Regions from separate parts of the Mus musculus genome. Here region 2 is linked to region 1. The links are chromatin contacts, called in public Hi-C maps. All regions are on one chromosome and are shown on one strand. Each heading gives the region's core, a stretch centred on a gene start, on an enhancer-like site or on the middle of the called end of the contact. The rest is flanking DNA. Distances are from core to core; before and after follow the strand shown. Region 1 overlaps Tet1 (tet methylcytosine dioxygenase 1). Region 2 holds the start of Slc25a16 (solute carrier family 25 (mitochondrial carrier, Graves disease autoantigen), member 16).

Region 1 (4,223 bases), core at 810-3,309:
CATTCAAGCAAAATACTCATACCCATAATAGATAAAAATTAACAAATCTTTCAAAAAAGAACTAACACTTAAGACAAGGAAGTTCTCTGTTGGGCACTGAGAATACACAGTTCAGTTGTGCCGCTGCCCCTGCTCCATCCACATCGGTGATCATGATAAATCCTTTCTAAAGCAAAGCTTTAAGGAGCATTGTTTCCCACAAATTCCTCGAGAGGTGAAGCGGCAACACCCTCAAGAAGTACTGTGCATTACATCCAGGGAGCTTTGCTTCTGCTCGGCCTGTCAGTGCAGTCGAGTGAGAGATTTACAACCCACAGAAGGCACTGGAAAGATGGCTCAGCGTTCAGCAGTGTGCTGATCTTGCAGAGGACTCATGATCAGTGAGTGCCCAGTTCACAACTGCCTGCAAATCCTACTCCAGGAGGGATCCCACACCTCAGTGCCTCCAGCCCCCACATACACATGCCCACAGACACAAAACAAACAAACAGCGCAGAAAGTCGCTGCCTGAACAAGCGCTCCCCATGCAAACCCTAGTTCTTCCATGGCTCAGCAAACCTAGTGACCATCAAATCTGGTGGCTCCAGCACATCTGGACCTGCAATGAGTCACCTTGAAGATCTCAGGAGTCTCGACTACAGACTCTTTTTTTAAAAAGATTATTTATTTATTTATTATAAGTACACTGTAGCTGTCTTCAGACACACCAGAAGAGGGAGTCAGATCTTGTTACAGATGGTTGTGAGCCACCATGTGGTTGCTGGGATTTGAACTCAGGACCTTCAGAAGAGCAGTTAGTGCTCTTAACCACCGAGCCATCTCACCATCCCCCAGACTCTTCTTTTTTATTCTAATGTTTACTTCTTACCTACCCAACGCAAATCCTTTTTTTTTTTTTTAGCTTGGTGATGTAAGACTTTACAAGAGGGATTAAAATCCTTCGAACATACACTATTTGAGGATTGCCTCTAAAGGTATAAAAACAAAGCAACCCTCTGAAACCATGAGTGCTCTCTAAGGCTAAGCTATCACAGCTTTGTTAGAGGATGCTTACACCCTCCACCCCCAAAAACAAATTACTCCTGAGCACTCAGATCTGTATCAACTGACTTCCCTCTTCATGCAAATTTCTTTAAACCAAGAATGGTGGCACACTGCAGTAACCCTAGCACTCTGGAAGGAGGCAGGAGGGCCATCCCTGAGAGTTCAAACTAGCCTGGGCTCCATACATAGTTTCTAGGCATTCCTCAAGACTTTGATCAAGTTTTTAAGAATAAGGGGGAGTTCATCTCTCTGCTGATACCAATGGAAATTCTCAACCACTGTAAAATGGGTACCACACAAACCAGTTATATATAAGACCTATGCATTCAATGGAACCTAGTGCCCTCAAGATGGCTTGCCTGCCAGGCAGAGCTGCTTGCTGAGAGAGCCTGGCTTTGCCAAGACACAAGTACATAACCAAATGTGATAAAAACAGGAGAGGAAGACTAAACCAAGAGAGATGCCTGCACATCACCCATGCTTCCTGTGGCTCGGTCATCAGCCTGGTGCTACTGCTCAGCAGAGGAGTCCAGAAAACATGGTTCTTATCATCCTTAACCCTGAAAGACTGACTGTATCAGGATGCGCTGAGTCTCACTGAGTCGATTATGGATGCCTGGAACTTAAACACAATAACAACTTAAACAAGTGTTGAAGTATGTACCTATGAAACTGTATATGAATCTCTTATATTGGAAACACTTCACTGAAGGCCATATCAACATGCGAGACATGATCCGTCTTTAGGCCGAGGTGGCCTCAAAGTCCTGGGAACCCAGCCGCCTCCTCCCTCTGATTGCTGGTCTCACAGGCTCATGAGGGCATTCTGAACACAACAATCAATAACTGTAAAAACGTAGCCCTACTCAAGAAGGCAACTCCCAGTCACACCTACCCGGGCGCACACAGCCAACAATGGGAGCAGAAGTCAAAGCCCAGTCTGAGCTAGAGCAGGCCAGGGATACCTAATTCAACTCTGCTAGCTCCATAAATCACAGTTTATATTTAGATGCTGAAGGCTCAGGATGCTTGCCAGGCTGCCCCACCTCCCCCTCCCGCCCAAGGCTGTATTATGTGGCCCAATGCTGACACTAGAGTGGAGTCAGGTGACCAGACTATTTATTTATTTTACTTTCCAGAGCTGGGAGGGAACCCTGGGTTTCCACCACTAAGAAACACATTCCAAACCGTATCTTCCTTTTAAATGTAGCTTGAGCGGTACTCAGAATTCCAGGATTTTGTCAACTGACAAGTCTTGTCCTCACACTCCCCCCATGGCATTCCCGTTCCTTGAAATTCCACCCTGAAAGTCATCGAGTAACTGGTGCAGGAGCCTGACGTACAAGGAACCTGAAAGGTTTGCTTTTTCCTTGTACTTCCTCTACAGTAGAGTACAGCCAGTTCTACCAATGCTCCCTTAAAGGAGCTACTGGGGCCCTTCTCACTCCTGCTTTCTAAGAACAGAAGCTCCACAAAATATTCACGCACAAGCCCTGGGTCAGAGTGTTGCTGAATCACCAACAGAAAAACAAAAACAAAACAAAATAAAAAACAAACTAACAACAACAACAACAACAAAAAACCAACAGTGTTTTCTGAAGCTCCAAACTTCCCCTTGGTCCTTCGTACAGGCAGTATGTTCAAGTCTTTTCAGAGTTGAGAGGACTGAGGTAAATCCCTGTCAAGCCAACAGAATGCAGACTGAGGCAGTAGGATTACCAGGAGCTTAAGGCGTGCCCAAGATATATAATAAGATCATGACACAAAAATTCAAAGCAAAACACAATAAACCCTTAGGGCACAACATTGTGATCCCTCACTGCAGAGACAAAGAGAAGAGGATAGTTACAAGCCCGAGGATAGCCTGGTCTCCATAGGCAATTCCAGACCAGCGAGGGATTTTCAACCTGACTATGCCTCAAAGACCAAAGACAAAAGGCACAGAGTTACAGAGGCCCACAGAAACACCTGTAATTAATTTAAATCACATTCTAAATCAGTGCATTCAATTATGATTTCAATATGTAATCAATTTTTTAAAAACTATCAGATTTTAGCTGAGAATCGACTCAGTTAACTCTGCGCACGAATGAGGACTCTGGTGAACTGCTAACCTGATAAGTTTTCTTGAGGGCAAAATAAGCCAATTAAAGTCAAATTAAAGTATAAAGGCAGCTTTACTGGGGACAGCTCTCAGATGTGTTCACCGGTCCCAAATGGGGGAAAGCCCAGGACCTAGGCTGGAAAATTCAGGGTAAAGGACGGGATATGCCAGCCATACCCTGTAACAGGTAGGGGCTGAGGCATGCTGGGAGAACCTAGAGGCCAGGTGCTCTTTGGTTAGACAGGCTCCTCGGCTGCTTGTCCCAGGTCTGCAATCCAACATTGACCTCCAGAATGTGCGCGCCTTCAAATACTGGGACTGTGACCATGTGTCACTTTATGTTAACTCTGGGGGTCAAACAGGGCCTTGTGGGTGCTAGACATGCACTCTACGTACGACGGGAGCTTCATTCACCCCAAGAAACCTGAAGCCTGTGAGGTTCACAGTGTAACTTATACCTTGAGAGCACTCACACCCAATGCTAAACTTTCAGTATTTAATGTAAGACATAGACAGGGCGTGGTGGCCCACACCTGCAGTCAGAGGCAGGAAAGCAGTTCAAGATGACCCCCTACTGCTCAGGAAGTTCTAGTTTAACCCGAACTACATACATCCTGCAGGTGACTATATCCAAGTCTAGTGACCCAAGTTCCATTCCTGTGACAAATGTTGCAGAGAACTGAATCCATGAATTGACCTCTGACCTCCACATATCTCCTGTGTCATATTTGTAGTTTTGTTTATGTTGTCCTTGATAAATTTAAACCTAGCATCAAGCCAGGCATAATGGTGCAGGCCTTGAATCCCAGCACTCAGGAGGCAGAGTCAGATGAATCTACACCACGAGTTCAAGGACAGCCAGGGTTACATTGTGAGACCCTGTCTTCAAACACAAAGAACAAAGACCCAAGTAAAGAAGCTGGGCATATGCCTTTAATCCCAGCATTAGGGAGACTGGGGCAGGTGGAACTGTGAGTTTGAGGCCAGCCTGCTCTACAAAAATGAGTCCAGGACAGCCAGGGCTAAAAGGGACAAAACAAAGTCAGAGTAAACAAATCTCAAAAACAAATTGAAA
Region 2 (4,001 bases), core at 1,321-3,820, 77 kb after region 1:
ATCTATCTATCTATCTATCTATCTATCTATCTATCTATTTTTTTTAAAGATTTATTTATTTATTATATGTAAGTACACTGTAGCTGTCTTCAGACACACCAGAAGAGGGAGTCAGATCTCATTAGGGATGGTTGTGAGCCACCATGTGGTTGCTGGGATTTGAACTCAGGACCTTCAGAAGAACAGTCGGGTGCTCTTACCTGCTGAGCCATCTCACCAGCCCCTATCTATCTATTTTTGGACTATCTTTTCTTTACTGAAATAGTTATGGTTCAAGCAGGTGGGAGGCAGAGGCAGGCATGGTCTACAGAGTGAGTTCTAAAACAGCTAGGGCTACACAGAAAAACAGAATTTTTTTTTTTTTTTTTTTTTTTTTTTTTGCTTAGGATGGGTCTCCTTCTCATGTAGCCCAGGAGTGCACAGCACCACATCCAGTTACTTTGGTGCTGAAGGTCCTATTAGAACGTGTTGCAGTCTATGTAACGTAGTTACATCCTCAAGCCCTTAATCTTATTCTTCTAACAGGTTTCACTCTGTAGCTCAGGGTGGCTTTGACAGAACCATGTAGGGCAGGTTGGCTTCACACTCTTGGCATTTTTCTTGCCCCAGCCTTTCCAATGTTGTCTTTACAAGTATGAGCCACGATGCCAAGCTATTTTACATCTTTAGGATCAGCAAGTCGGCACAGTGGGGCAAGGGTACTTTCTAGTACACCTAAAGGCCTGAGTTCCAGCCACAAGAGACACATGTAGTGAGGAGAAAAACACCTGACTCCAGAAGCTGTTCTGTGACCTCCACACATGTGTTCCCCCAACCACAACATGAATGAATTAATGCCTTAGCTGTTGTGTCAAAAACAGACAGTAGAGAGCAAGAGAAAGCAGGGAGACTGACTGGTCTGTGGTCTTTCTAGTGTATGGACAGAACACAATGTTCCCATTTGTGGCAGGGTGAAAGCTGAATGAACAGTATACTTAGGAGAGAAGATGGGGAGTTTAAATGCCTGTAACCTAGATGTCAGATACAAATGCCTAGCATTTGATAAGCTCTGAGGTCAATGGATCCCTAGTTTGTTTTTTTTTTCTCTCCCCCGACACCCGTCTCACACACAGAGAGAACAACCGAGACAGAGAGAGAGAGATACAGAGGAAGGGGGGAAGAGAGACACAGATAAAGATCACCCCAGGAGTGGTGGTGAAATCCTCCTGTACTCTTAGCACATGCAGGGTTGAGGCAGAAGTATCTCAGGCTAGAGACCAGGCTGGGCCATATTTAGTATTTAGTCCTAGGTCACAGATGTGAGGGTGATGCAGTTGCACCATCTGTCACTCCACTGATTACCAAGTTGACCTGCTGTCTTTTTATTTATTTATTTATTTATTTTTGTTTTTCGAGACAGGGTTTCTCTGTGTAGCCCTGGATGTCCTGGAACTCACTCTGTAGACCAGGCTGGCCTCGAACTCAGAAATTCGCCTGCCTCTGCCTCCCAAGTGCTGGGATTAAAGGCGTGGACCACCACGCCTGGCGACCTGCTTGTCTATGTGAGTGTCTCCTCCCCTCTTCCCACTCCATGTACATGGCTTCCAGAACTACATGCCTGTTTGGACAAAGATGACCTTCCCCTAAGAGAGAAGGACACCATCTTTGATAAAGGGTGTGGGAATAGATGTGTCACCCTGCTAGAATCTCCAAACAAGCCAAGCCTCCATAGCCGGTCCCGAGAAAGGCAGGGAGAGAGGAAGAAAAAGAAAAGAAGGAGAAATAAAAGAGAAAGAGTTTGTGAAGACAGCAGGTTAAAGAATTTATCGTGTGTGAGATCAGAAGATGGGAGTGGATCAGAAAGACAGGGAAGGCTGAGCTGCTTGTGTTAATGCCAGAGGCACCATACACACCACACACACACACACACACACACACACACACACACACACGCGCGCGCGCGCGCGCGAATCAAACCCAGGTATTCTACAAGAACAAGAGTGCTTTTAACCGCTGAGCCATCTCTATGGCTCTCAACATTTATTATAGTGTGTGCGCGTGTGGGCGCGCGTGCTGCCAAGTTGCATGTATGGAGGTCTAAGAATAATTTGTGGGAATCGACTGTCTCCTTCAACTAGGCCGGGTCTGGAGACAACTCAGGTCGGCCAGCCTAGTGACAAGTGCCTTCAGCCGTTGAGCCAGCTAGCTTGTCTAGCATTTTCTTTTGACACAGTATCTTTCTCTCTGCAGCCTGGGCTAGTCGGGAACTCACTAAGTTACCCATGCTGGTCTTGGTCTGGAGGTGATGCCCCTGCTTCAGAGTCCTGAGTGCTGGGATGACAGGCATGAGCTTCACTACATAGCTCAAGCGGGTCTTGATCTCCATGGTCAGGAGTCATCAGGTTCGCTCGTGCTGAGACTGCAAGCCTGAATTTACTGGTCTGGCTCAAGAGGCTCGCAAACCTTCAGCAGGAAACCCGGGACCCTGAGTGTCGCAGACCCCCTGGGTGACGCCCACTTCCGCCTTGCTCTCTTGGACGGGTCCCAGCGGCGGCTGCGTGCGTCATCATTCCTCGCCGCCGCGCGCCATGGGCATCATCTGGCCCCGCCCGCGCGGCGGCTGGGCTCCTGTCAGAGCCGGCTCCAGCCATGGTGCTGCCCAGTGTTTTGTAAGTTGGCAGCGGAGGCTCGGGACGTGGCGCAGGTCCCGATGGCGGCCCTGGTGGCTGCGGCGGCCCTGGCGGCGGCCGAGCCTGCACCCGCGGTGCCGCAGGCGGCTGGGAGCGGGGGCCCGACCTCACGCCGAGACTTCTACTGGCTGCGTTCCTTCTTGGCCGGAGGTCAGTATCCGCCGCCCGGACCCCGGGGCTGGGTGTTGAAGCCGGTCCGCGGGCCGATCAGACAGTCCCGAGCTTCTCCTGCTGCAGCACCCAGCCGGGCCTTCACGTCAGCCCCTGCAGCCGGGGCTAATCCCTCCGCTGAACCAAGCACCTATTTCTTAAGGTTGAAAACAGGATCCTTTAGGTGGGACATGGTGGGGACCACCCCTTTCTGTTACAAACAACACGTGTGACAGTGTAGGATTGGGTTTTGCTGTTTGCTTGAAAGGAAAATAAGTTTTGGAGGTGGAGGCCAGCTTGGGCTCGCGTCCCCTTCGCGTGAGTGTGCGCGCGCGTGCGGATAATGATTTGAGAATATTTAATGTATTCCCCCCCGCCCCCCCACCTCAAGAGCCTTATGTAGTTGACGCTGGCTTTGAACTCCCGATTCTCCTGCCTCTGCATCCCAAGTGCTGGAATTACAGGCACATGTCGCACAGTCCGTCTCTAGAGGCTAACTTTGAAAAATAGACTAGGATATGAGCTGGACATGGTGGAATGTGCCTTAAATCGCAGCACCAGGCAGATGCAAAGGTCGGCAGATCTTGAGTTTGAGGTCAACCAGGTCTTCATAGCAAGTTCTGGGCAAGCAAGGAATACAAAGTGATACCCTGTCTCAAAAACAAAATAAAATGACTAAGGATATTGTGCAAAATTGCCTACAACCGCCCAGCGGTGGTGGTGGTGCACGCCTTTAATCCCAGCACTTGGGAGGCAAGCAGATTTCTGAGTTCGAGGCCAGCCTGGTCTGAGTGAGTTCAGGACAGCCAGGGCTACACAGAGAAACCCTGTCTCGAAAAAAAAAAAAAAATCAAAAAACAAAAACCAAACAGTTGGAGAAGCAGGCCCGCAGACCTTGTCATGCGATAGAAGATAGATGGAGGTGATAGCAAAGATCCCTGGCTTTGTTGTTTTGGTTAATCTTGTAGATAGATGATGGTAAACTGATGGACAAAAGTGGGAGGGGCTTGAGAAGAACAACAAATCTGTAGTCCATGCTGTAGACCAGTCTGGTCTATAGAGTGAGTTCCTGGACAGCCAGGGCTACACAAAGAAACCCTGTCTCGGAAAATCAAAAAACAAAAAAAGAAAACTGCCTACAACCAAAACTGGTTCCAGGAATCGTGGTAAACAAGCTTGTAA

What was found. Hi-C and Micro-C count contacts between places; a contact is called where the count stands out from the background.
Region 2: a Hi-C map of nephron progenitors shows a contact between it and region 1, with 2.0 times the contacts expected there. The contact joins the promoter of Slc25a16 here to the enhancer-like site in region 1. A contact is called at or near these places in 2 of 39 promoter capture datasets (cranial neural crest and hippocampal neurons), 10 of 484 Hi-C or Micro-C datasets (CD8 T cells, the HL-1 cell line, cerebellum and 5 more), 9 of 115 datasets of contacts at active chromatin or transcription factors (the SCID.adh cell line, bone marrow-derived macrophages, embryonic stem cells and 4 more) and 1 of 9 other capture datasets (adipose tissue).

The regions. Positions count from the first base shown.
Region 1 is chr10:62,841,877-62,846,099 of GRCm38.p6, forward strand. All of the region lies in intron 3 of Tet1 (tet methylcytosine dioxygenase 1), which reads right to left. Among named protein-coding and RNA genes, the nearest start is that of Gm51805, 22 kb to the right of the region's middle. Within about 2 kb of position 2,060, at least 34 of the 459 cell types and tissues checked have an H3K27ac peak or open chromatin away from gene starts, as enhancers often do. A contact at or near this core is called in the HL-1 cell line, embryonic stem cells, nephron progenitors and 2 more, where this site is marked.
Region 2 is chr10:62,918,063-62,922,063 of GRCm38.p6, forward strand. It overlaps Slc25a16 (solute carrier family 25 (mitochondrial carrier, Graves disease autoantigen), member 16), which reads left to right and starts at 2,571. Exons shown (of 9, transcript NM_175194.2): 1 at 2,571-2,819. The coding sequence starts at 2,690.